3 separate regions of the Mus musculus genome follow, and regions 1 and 3 are each linked to region 2. The links are chromatin contacts, called in public HiChIP or PLAC-seq maps. All regions are on one chromosome and are shown on one strand. The core of a region is the stretch at or near the end of the contact, and the rest is flanking DNA. Distances in the headings are between cores, read along the strand shown.

The links. HiChIP or PLAC-seq counts read pairs in DNA pulled down with a chosen protein or histone mark.
Region 1: an H3K27ac HiChIP or PLAC-seq map of extraembryonic endoderm stem cells shows a contact between it and region 2, with 7 times the contacts expected there. The contact joins the promoter of Chmp3 here to the promoter of Thnsl2 in region 2. A contact is called at or near these places in 4 of 39 promoter capture datasets (embryonic stem cells, liver, macrophages and 1 more), 4 of 484 Hi-C or Micro-C datasets (CD8 T cells, regulatory T cells, stem cell-derived primordial germ cell-like cells and 1 more), 14 of 115 datasets of contacts at active chromatin or transcription factors (astrocytes, bone marrow-derived macrophages, cardiomyocytes and 7 more) and 4 of 9 other capture datasets (adipose tissue, embryonic stem cells, liver and 1 more).
Region 3: a contact with region 2 is called in an H3K27ac HiChIP or PLAC-seq map of microglia, with 3 times the contacts expected there. The contact joins the enhancer-like site here to the promoter of Thnsl2 in region 2. A contact is called at or near these places in 3 of 115 datasets of contacts at active chromatin or transcription factors (T-cell acute lymphoblastic leukemia, kidney and microglia) and 2 of 9 other capture datasets (embryonic stem cells and pancreatic islet).

Annotation. Positions count from the first base shown.
Region 1 is chr6:71,542,146-71,545,203 of GRCm38.p6, reverse strand. Chmp3 (charged multivesicular body protein 3) reads right to left here and starts at 1,352. Exons shown (of 6, transcript NM_025783.4): 1 at 1,171-1,352. The coding sequence starts at 1,215.
Region 2 is chr6:71,142,665-71,145,913 of GRCm38.p6, reverse strand. Thnsl2 (threonine synthase-like 2 (bacterial)) reads left to right here and starts at 1,534. Exons shown (of 9, transcript NM_001033929.2): 1 at 1,534-1,623.
Region 3 is chr6:70,871,430-70,874,308 of GRCm38.p6, reverse strand. The region is part of intron 2 of Eif2ak3 (eukaryotic translation initiation factor 2 alpha kinase 3); the gene reads right to left. Among named protein-coding and RNA genes, the nearest start is that of Gm23346, 17 kb to the right of the region's middle. Within about 2 kb of position 1,523, at least 188 of the 459 cell types and tissues checked have an H3K27ac peak or open chromatin away from gene starts, as enhancers often do. A contact at or near this core is called in microglia and pancreatic islet, where this site is marked.

The DNA.
Region 1 (3,058 bases), core at 103-2,602, 400 kb before region 2:
AAATGGCAACGTTAATTAGACTGGCTTGACAGCTACACTTCCATAAGTGAACTAAAGGTTTAGAAGGACAAGTTTGAGTGCTGTAGAAACAGTGCTTCTCAAAGGTCAAGGCACATTCTAACCACTCGGGATAGTCATAATTTAAATCTGATTTAGTAGGTCTGGAATGGGACCCCACAAGTGCTATGTGCTGGGAGCTGGTACTGTTGGTGCGACTACTGGTGGTCAGTAATAAGGCTGGGTGTGTAAAGAATGCACCTTCACGCTGGGCGGTGGTGGCGCATGCCTTTAATCCCAGCACTTGGGAGGCAGAGGCAGGCGGATTTCTGAGTTCGAGGCCAGCCTGGTCTACAAAGAGAGTTCCAGGACAGCCAGGTCTACACAGAGAAACCCTGTCTCGAAAAAAACAAAAACAAAACAAAAAAAAGAATGCACCTTCACTACCACTACTAGCTCAAACTTCACATCCTTCAATGGTCAATTACTGCGGTAGCACTCTTCCTACTTGACATAGGAGAAGTCTCGGACAAGTTTTTCGAGATCAGAGAGCCGAGACGTCTAAAAGTAGGACTCAAACTTAGGCGGCTGATACTTGGTTTCTAAAATAACTCAATTGATAGGCAGATCTAAGGATTCAGAGTAGGATCCGAACTGTTTTCGGTAGCATCCTTATGGGTAGGGCCTGAGAGAACTGAGCTTCTAGAATAAACACAAGTCGGGCTTCCCTGCACACAGAGGAGAGCGAGAAAAGGACCTGCCTGGCAGGTGCCTGGACTTTTTGGGGGCTCCGACCCGGTTCACCGCACACAACCTTCCGGTCTAGGGCAAGTCCTCCGGGTGGTCTGCAGGCCGGCGCGGGGGCGGGGCTTGCGCAGGAGAAAGGTTCCGGGCGGCCCGTACCACCGCGCGCAGGGGAGAGAGTGCTTCCTCGGGGCCCGGCGGCGTGGCGCCTCCAGCGCCTGGGGGCGAGGCCGAGGTGCTCCTAACCAGGCCCTACACACCCGGGTCGGACGCCGAGCGGCCAAGGCGCGCTTCTCCTCACATCCCAATCCTAAACTCTTCCCTCGGCCCCTCGGCAGAGTGGAAGGCCCCGGAAATAGGGGCCAGCCTGAGAGCGCAGCTGGCTGTTCCCACCTCCGCTGCGGAGCTTCCCCGGTCGCTGGCCCTTACCAGCTCTTTGGGAGGCTTCTCCTGGGTTTTTCCAAAGAGTCCCATGATGAACTGAACTCCTCTTACCCCTTCCGACTTTCCGTTCCCTGCGCCCAGGCAGGTCACGGGCAGCCGCCTGGGCGGGGCTGGGAGGAAGGGAATCAGACGCCCAGAGAAGGGCGCGGCGGCAGCAGGGCTAGTACGCACGCGCGCGGCGCAGGCGCAGAGTTAAGTTGGGTGGGGTTCTACAGTGTGGATGACACCATTGCTCATAAGGGAGCTTAAGTGAAGTATAGAAGTAACTCTTAAGATATTTATTGCCTACACCCAAAACCTGTCAGCTAGCCCAGAAATATATATCTCAACGCTGTCACGCATATTTACAACCACTTCCCAGATATTTGTGGATGGGTTTCTCTTTGGGTCCGTAGTCACCTCACAGACTGCAAATCTACACACCTACTCGAAAACTTGACATCGCCTTCTTTCCCCTTTGTAGGAAGTCTTAAAAGTTCTAGCAGTGATCTTATGCTGAAGCTGGAGAAGAAGGGATTGATTCAACAGATTATAACATTTGTTTCGCTTGTAAGATTAAGGTTAAACAGACCTGCACGAGTCAGCTGAAACTAACTTTTAAAGAAGAGATAACAAAAGACTTGCATTCTGCACACATTAAAGAAATGGATTCATAGACAAGGAACTGTGCAAGGAAACTTGGGCCCCTGGAAGAACAGGAAGCCACTTCTACAGCCTCATCTTACCTTTAAAAAACAAACACCGGGGAAATCTTTTTTAAAAAAAACCCTATTTTCTTTACTGAAACTTTAATGATAAACATAAATATTCTCTAATGGAACAGAGGCAACCTGGGTCCATTGTCTATTCCCTCTGGGAAGGAACCAGTTAGTATATCTTACAGTTAAGTCTGCATATGTTCTGGCTTTCATATCATAGCTTTCTATAAATTGTAATATGGCCACTGGCTGGGTGGAGAGGAAATCAGACTCCTAATTTTCTTTATTATTTTTAAAATGTTATTGTTGGAGAATTTCATTCATGAATGTGATATGTTGTCCACATCCATTCCTCTGACTCTTCCCTTGGCCTTTACTGATTTTTGTTTCCTAATCTCTTTTAAAACACAAAGGAACTAAACTGGCATACTTATGGCACCTGCCATCCACTTTGCCCATTTTAATTCACACTTTCACCCGGGTGGGCACCAGGTACGAACATGAAGCGTTCTGTGCCTGGCTGTGCTGCGTCTTCAGGTGGATGCTGAATTCCTTCTGAGCTTTGGCCTTCCTTGTGTTTTGTCAATGGTCCATTGGTTTATTCTGAACTGGTTGGATACCCTGTTATTTTGTTCTCATGCAGAGGGAGGGTTTGTTTACTTTTGTTTGTTTTCAGAGTATTTGTTTATTTGCTACCAAGCCAGCCCTTTCCTCCTACCACTCCAACAACTAATTCTCCTTGCTTTTAGCAAACTTGCCTCTTTTAATTTAGAAAGTCTGATCATAAAGACACTATAGATAAGAGGTATTCTCATATCGGGGTACTCGAACACAACAAAGGGAGGGTCAGAAGAATCTCCCCAGCACAAGCAGTAGCCTCAAAGAGAAGCCCAAGACAACAAGTCCCAACTCTGGTTAAAAGCTCAGTTGGAAAGACCCACATAGGGGATGACCACATTGTCTTCAGCCCTTCTACGTTCCATTAAATTTACAGGATAAATCTAAGTCACTGTTATAGAGAATGTCTCATGCATTGTATAGATGCATCACATGTCAATTAAGAAAAAACCTATAGCATATAGGAAAGAGTAGGATAGACTGTGGGACATTCTGGAGGCAGAAGGAATTCTGGGATAGAGCCAGGCAGGGGAGATTCACCTGGGAAGATGTGACCA
Region 2 (3,249 bases), core at 285-2,784:
AGTAACCCCTAATGATTAACTTAGTTGTCTCCAGCCTTTAGCTCCTCTCCTTGGTGAGAAGTCAAAGTACACTTCACAGAAGAACTTTGGGCTCCCTCTGGGCCCCAGGGTGGTGCTGTCCTGTAGGCCTGCCTGAGCCAGGCAGGGAGGCTGTCCTTGGATGCGATTTCTTTGGGAACACTGTAACAAACACTGCTGACTTTTGTGAGTCCCAGTTTTCCTGGCTTCTGAATGGTTAAATGCACCTCATGGAAAGTACAGAAACACGTTGGAGAAGGTCCATGGCTGACCTGTATCCCTCAATAGGTTGGTGCCTCTGACCTCTGTCAACTCTATGGCAAGTCCCTGGCCCATTTTGTACTCAGAAGGCCTATCCCATATCCTGAGCAGGGACAGTCTCTCAGTGCCTTCTACCAGGAGACTGAGCTGGCTACTCAGGGGCAGCTTCACACACTGTTGCCTAGTGGATGGCCTGTGTAGGGGAGGACTAGACGGCAGGCAACTTGAATAAGCACAGGCCTCAGGAGGAGGAAGGAGACAGGCAAAGACCAGGCCAAGGCCAGGGCTAAGAATAAATCTTAGACTGTACTTGTCTGGTCCATCTTCAAACCTATGTTTATCTTGGAGCGTGAATGTAAATCCTGGGACATTTGATCATGTTTGGAGAAAAAAATACCCCAAATTCTTGCTTTTTTCCCTCCCTGAAAAATAAATTAGGGCCTGAGACTGCAGCTCCACTGGTAAGGTGCTTGCCGAGCCCACACAAAGTTCTGCTTCGATTCCCAGCATAAGCCGTTGGTAACACAAGTCTGTAATGTCAGCACTCAGGAGATGGAGATGGAAGATCGGGACTTCAAGATCATCCTTTACTGTATAACCAGCTTCCATGAAGAAGGGGGGAGAACATAGAGAAAAGGAAGGGGAGGGGGAAACTGAGTCAGACTTACGCTTCTATAGATAGTATTGTTCTATTAAGAATTTTTTAGCTAAATGATGCACCCATCTGGTGGATTTTAGCACAGGCTCTTGGATTTATGTAAACCAGAATCCTGAAAGCCAAAGGATGGAATGGTGGAAGGCTAAGTCCTTCTTCCCACATTGCCCTCTGATTTCTCATCTAAAAACAAAACAAAGCTTTTAATCCCAGCACTCGGTGGAGGAGTTAGGAAAGGGATGTGCAAAGACAGGCAGATCTCTTTGTGAGTTCAAGGCCAGCCTGCTCTACATACAATCTCCTGAGTGGCCAGAGCTACATAGAGACAGGTCTCTCAATAAGTAAACAAACAAATAAAAACAGAACAAAATGTCACCGTCTTTTATTCTATCGAGTCTCAGCGAAGATCATGAGTCTAAAAGAGAATCCAGAGTCTGAAAGGCACTCATTGAACACAAAGGCTAGTGTTCCGGTGTCTGCCTTGTCCCCCACCCGACCCCCCTACTCCTGTCTTCCAAGCTCTGTCTTCTACCCCTCCCCGAAGTCCCTTCTCCACTCCCCCTCCTCCGCCCTCTGTAGGAGCTCCTCCCCAGCTTTGGCTTTAAACTCAGAACCTCCGGCTCAGGGAAGTCAGAGCTGTGCGCGTCGCCCACTGGACTCGGGTCTCCAGGCAGCTCCGCGCCCCTACGGTAACCTCGCCCAGTTCTCTGCTGCGTGCCCCCCACCCCGCGCTCTCCACGGTGACACGTCAGATTTCTGGCTGCTGTCCTGGTCCCGTAGCTCAGCTTGGCTTCCGGGCCACCGTTTTAAAGCCAGCTGGGGCCTTAGGATGGCAGCAGCCCCAATAGCCCTAGCAGCCCGCGCGGGTGGAGGATTTCTCATGTTTTTCTCCTGCAGCCAGGGTTCGGCAGTGTGGGAGTAACCCGGAAACTCAGGACAGTGCGCTGTGTTCAGAGGGTAGGGATGGGGTCTTAGGGTTCGGCGAGCTCGCCAGCGGGTGTACACCGCCCGCCCTCCCAGGCCTTGCTTTAAACTCCAATCCAGGAGTAGTGATCTACCACTAGGGGCGAGACTCCATGCCTCCCCACCTCCGCTACCGCCGCGCCGAATCCCGCCCCAAAGGCGGGATTACTGTTATTATTTATCGTGGTTATTGCCCTGTCTCCGCTCTGGAATAAAATCCAGAAACGTTCCAAAAAGTAATTATCACAGTAAAGTACAGCGGAGATCTGAGTCCAGAGCCCTGACACAACAGTCTTAAAAAAAAAAAAAAAAAAAAAGTCGTTAGCTGTTTCTTGTAGCTTTTTCTGCGCTGTCCCTTGAAGTGATCTTTCAGAACCGACCGACAGCCCTTAATCCTGTGAGAAGCTTGGGACTGTTTGCTAATCAAGCCATCTTCTTATTCTGGCACATGCTTAGCTCAAGCCGGGCTTTCTTCACCTCTGTGCCTTGTTCATGTCTTTCTTGGGTTGCAGAATCCCCACCTCAGTGCCCGGGTATCATGTGGTCCATTCTACCGAGGACCAAGGACAGGGCTTTGGAAAAATGTTCCTCATAGCTCCACCTGCTTCTGCCCTGTCCCAGCACCCCCAGCCCTTTGATCAGTAGAACTCCCTGGCTGCATTTCCTTTAGTCAGGTCCAGAATCCTTATGCAGCAAGGATTTCAGGGCAGTTTGCTCTAACGTTGTTCACAGCATTCCAGAACTCCCTGCAGTTACTGAAGGCACTGCTAAGCCTTTGACCTCCTGGCCCTGCTTCTGCCTTCTGAGCAGCTGTGCCTATGTCCCATGTCATGGACTCCTATGTGGGCTGATTCCTGTGTCCCAGATTCCTAACGTCATTTCTGTTTATACCCATTGCCCAGCATTACATTATCCACCCTGGTTCTATTTGATAATATTCTTGGTTTCAGGCATGTCTAATGCATGTGACTGAGAATAGCTATGAATAGGGAGGCCCAAAACAAAATTCTAAGCTTACTTAAAACATTATGTGATTTCATGTATCTCTTGCTCTTATAACTTGATGGCACCATTCTGAGGCCTGAACTTTGTAGATAGCAAAGTTATGTTGCAATGTCAAAAGGTGGGACCTGCCTGGTTGATAATTTAGCACAGCCTTGCTTCTAAGCTGAATGCACGTGCATTTGTAGGCAGCAGAGTGGTGTGTGTCAGCTCACTGTGGACCCACAAGTGTCACAGACCTGGAGGAGGAAGCCACAACTTCAGGCCTGGAGGTGGAGCTTAGTGGCAGAGTAATTGCCTAGGATAGGCCTGGGCTCCATTTCCAGGGTCAGGGGAGGCCAAAGGGAAGG
Region 3 (2,879 bases), core at 274-2,773, 270 kb after region 2:
GTTTTGCCTGTATTTGTTTGTGTACTGTGTATGCAGTTCCCATGGAGGCCAGAGAGGGCGCTGGACCCCTTGGAGCAGGTGTTAGATGGTTGTGAGTTGTCATGCAGGTGGTGGGAAGTGAACCTGGGTCCTTTGTAAGAGCAGCCAGTGCTCTTACCCACTGAGCCATCTCTCCAGCCCACTCTGTATCTAATTTTCCTAGGATAGGGATGGAACCTTGGGCTTCAGGCCCTGGTGAGTGAATTAATATACTGACAGTGAAATAATGCGTCGTATTAGTCGAGTGCTCTACCACTGATCTGTAACATATTCAGCCCTCTCCTTCACTTTCTGTGGCAACCGAAGCTGAGACTCTATTATAGCCTCAAACTGTTAGGATCTCAAAATTATAGGAATATTTACCAGACACAGAAATGCTGATAATTTGTTTGTATCCAGTGATTGTTAATTAACTCTACAGTAAAAATCTAGATTTTAATTTTCTACCAAAAGGAAATGGGAGCCCAGAACCGAGGTGGAGTGGATACAAGATGGGCCATTACCATCTCATTATGACAAAAGACAAGTATGGACACATGGTGCCAGACAAAGGAAGCACTAGTCAAAGAAAAGAGAGAAATTCCTAAGTTCAGACTAATGAAAAAAAAATAAGTACCAATAAAAATTTTTTTAAAGGGAAGACTGAGAAAATTGCATTTTTTAACCATGACAGTAAAAAATTTAGATCAGGCAACAATTATTAATGTTATTTCTAGGCAGAAAATTTGATAACAAATAGGATATTTACATGGCCTTCCTGTTGCAGTTTTGAGACAGATTTCATATTGTAGCCCAGGTTGCCCTAGAACTCACTATGTAGTACCGGGCATGTGCCATCGCGTCTAGCTAGTATCTGCTGTTTTCATAAGTTCTCCAAAGACATCGAATGTATGTCACCTGATATTACTTAGTTTAAAATTTCTACTTATTTGTTTCCTTGTATCTCTGTCCCTCTTAAACCTTATTCATGCATGGGTTACAGGCAGTTGTGAGCTGCTATGTGGGCACTGGGAAATGAACCCAGGTCCTCTGGTAGAGCACTTAAGTGTTCTTACCAACTGAGCCATTTCTCCAGCCCTCCTTCCTTATATTTCTTGATAACAGCACACTCTACTTAACACAATTGACTTTGTATTTGAAGACTATCTGATTTAAAGTTGCCATTACGACAAATGTGTGTTGTGATACAGATACAATATGCAGATGATATACCATTTCAGATACAGATACAATATGCAGATGATATACCATTTCAAGGTACAAATGAAGGAAATCAAGTATTCACTATCGTCTGTTTTCTATCATCTGTTAGGAATCTGACGCTCTACACAACAGAATGACAGAATCGGATTGCAGTAAATCCAAAGGGACACTGTCACCGAAATGAAGGGAGGCTCAGTGGGTCTGCCACCATTAGCGAGCACCTCCTGTGACATGTGTCCTCTTTTACTAGCAACTCTTCCCCTAGAGTAGCAGCTGGTTCCAAGGGAATGCAGGTCCTATCTGCAGAAAGCAGCTGTCAAACTCACATGCACTGAACGACCTATGCACTCCAAAGTAACAGAAAATTTATCGCCAATTAGAAAAAAAATGCTTTAATCAACCAAGAAGGATTGTGATGCCTGACCACCTGAAAATGGCTTTATATCTAGAGGTTAATCCTTCAATGGTGGTAACTTCAGTGAGTGCAAAGCACACGATATAAGAAATGTGATTCAGTATTGATTCATCCTGTCATACGTTTGGATTATGGTTTTAGAAGTTTACTTTTTCAACAGCCGCTCTTCGCTGATTGGCTGCCTATGAGTCATACTTGAGGCTGGCGACCTTTGCACCAATCTCTGCAAAGCCTTTCAGGCTGTGGATATCAAAGCAGATGGTGCTTTTCCTGGAGAGCCTGAGCAGTGATCTATATGCATGCAGTTCAGGTAGCGATGACATCACCCCTCACAATAGCATTACCTCATCCTCTAAGCAAAGGAATGAGTCACTCCGATAGTCAGCTTTGAGTCTCTTGATAGAAAAAAAAAAAATGTAGGTTGCAGTGACGGATGATGCATAACCATATTCCACCCATCTGTCCCCGGGAGCAGCTATTCGTTCTGATCCGCTGCTCTGCGTTTCAAGCTAATTATGGGACCTGGGTTTCTCTTTGGTCATTTAACGAAGTATCAATTCTTGCTATTTTGAATTTATTTCCTCTATTTGTTCTCCCCCCCCCCCCCGTCATAATTTTAAAACGAAGGATCTGCCACACTGGTTAGCAAACTCAATACCAAAGATCTAGAGCGCTTTTCTGTGCAATTACCAAGAACTAACAGCTGGGTAAAGTGATTTGACTTCTGATCCTGAACAGAACTCTAAGTGACACACATGTGCACATGTAGTCAGAACAGTCCGAAAGACTGCAGTGGGAATAAGAACTCTGGTTTCCACGGGGAAAAGGAACGTCGAATGAAGAACAGGAAAAGGACATTAAAATGAACAAACACTATTAGAGAAAAACAAATCCTCCGGCTGTGTGAACGGTTTCCATTCACTTCTTCTTTCCTACGTCCCCCAGAGACAGGGCTTCTCTGTGCAGTCCTGGCTGTCGTCTTCACTTCCTGTGTGCCCACATACTCAACTTTAACTTACTGTGAAGTATTCTGAACGTCTGAAATGTAATGAGGCCAGTGCGGCAGCCCTCGTGTATTGATTTCCAATAACTACTGACACTTGGCCAGATGGTTCGTAAGAACGTAAGAGTTCACATCTCAGGTCGACCCAAAGACTAACTTTATAGAGGGAGTCCACATACATACATTCTGTCTGATTCCTCACACCACAGAAGGGGCTTC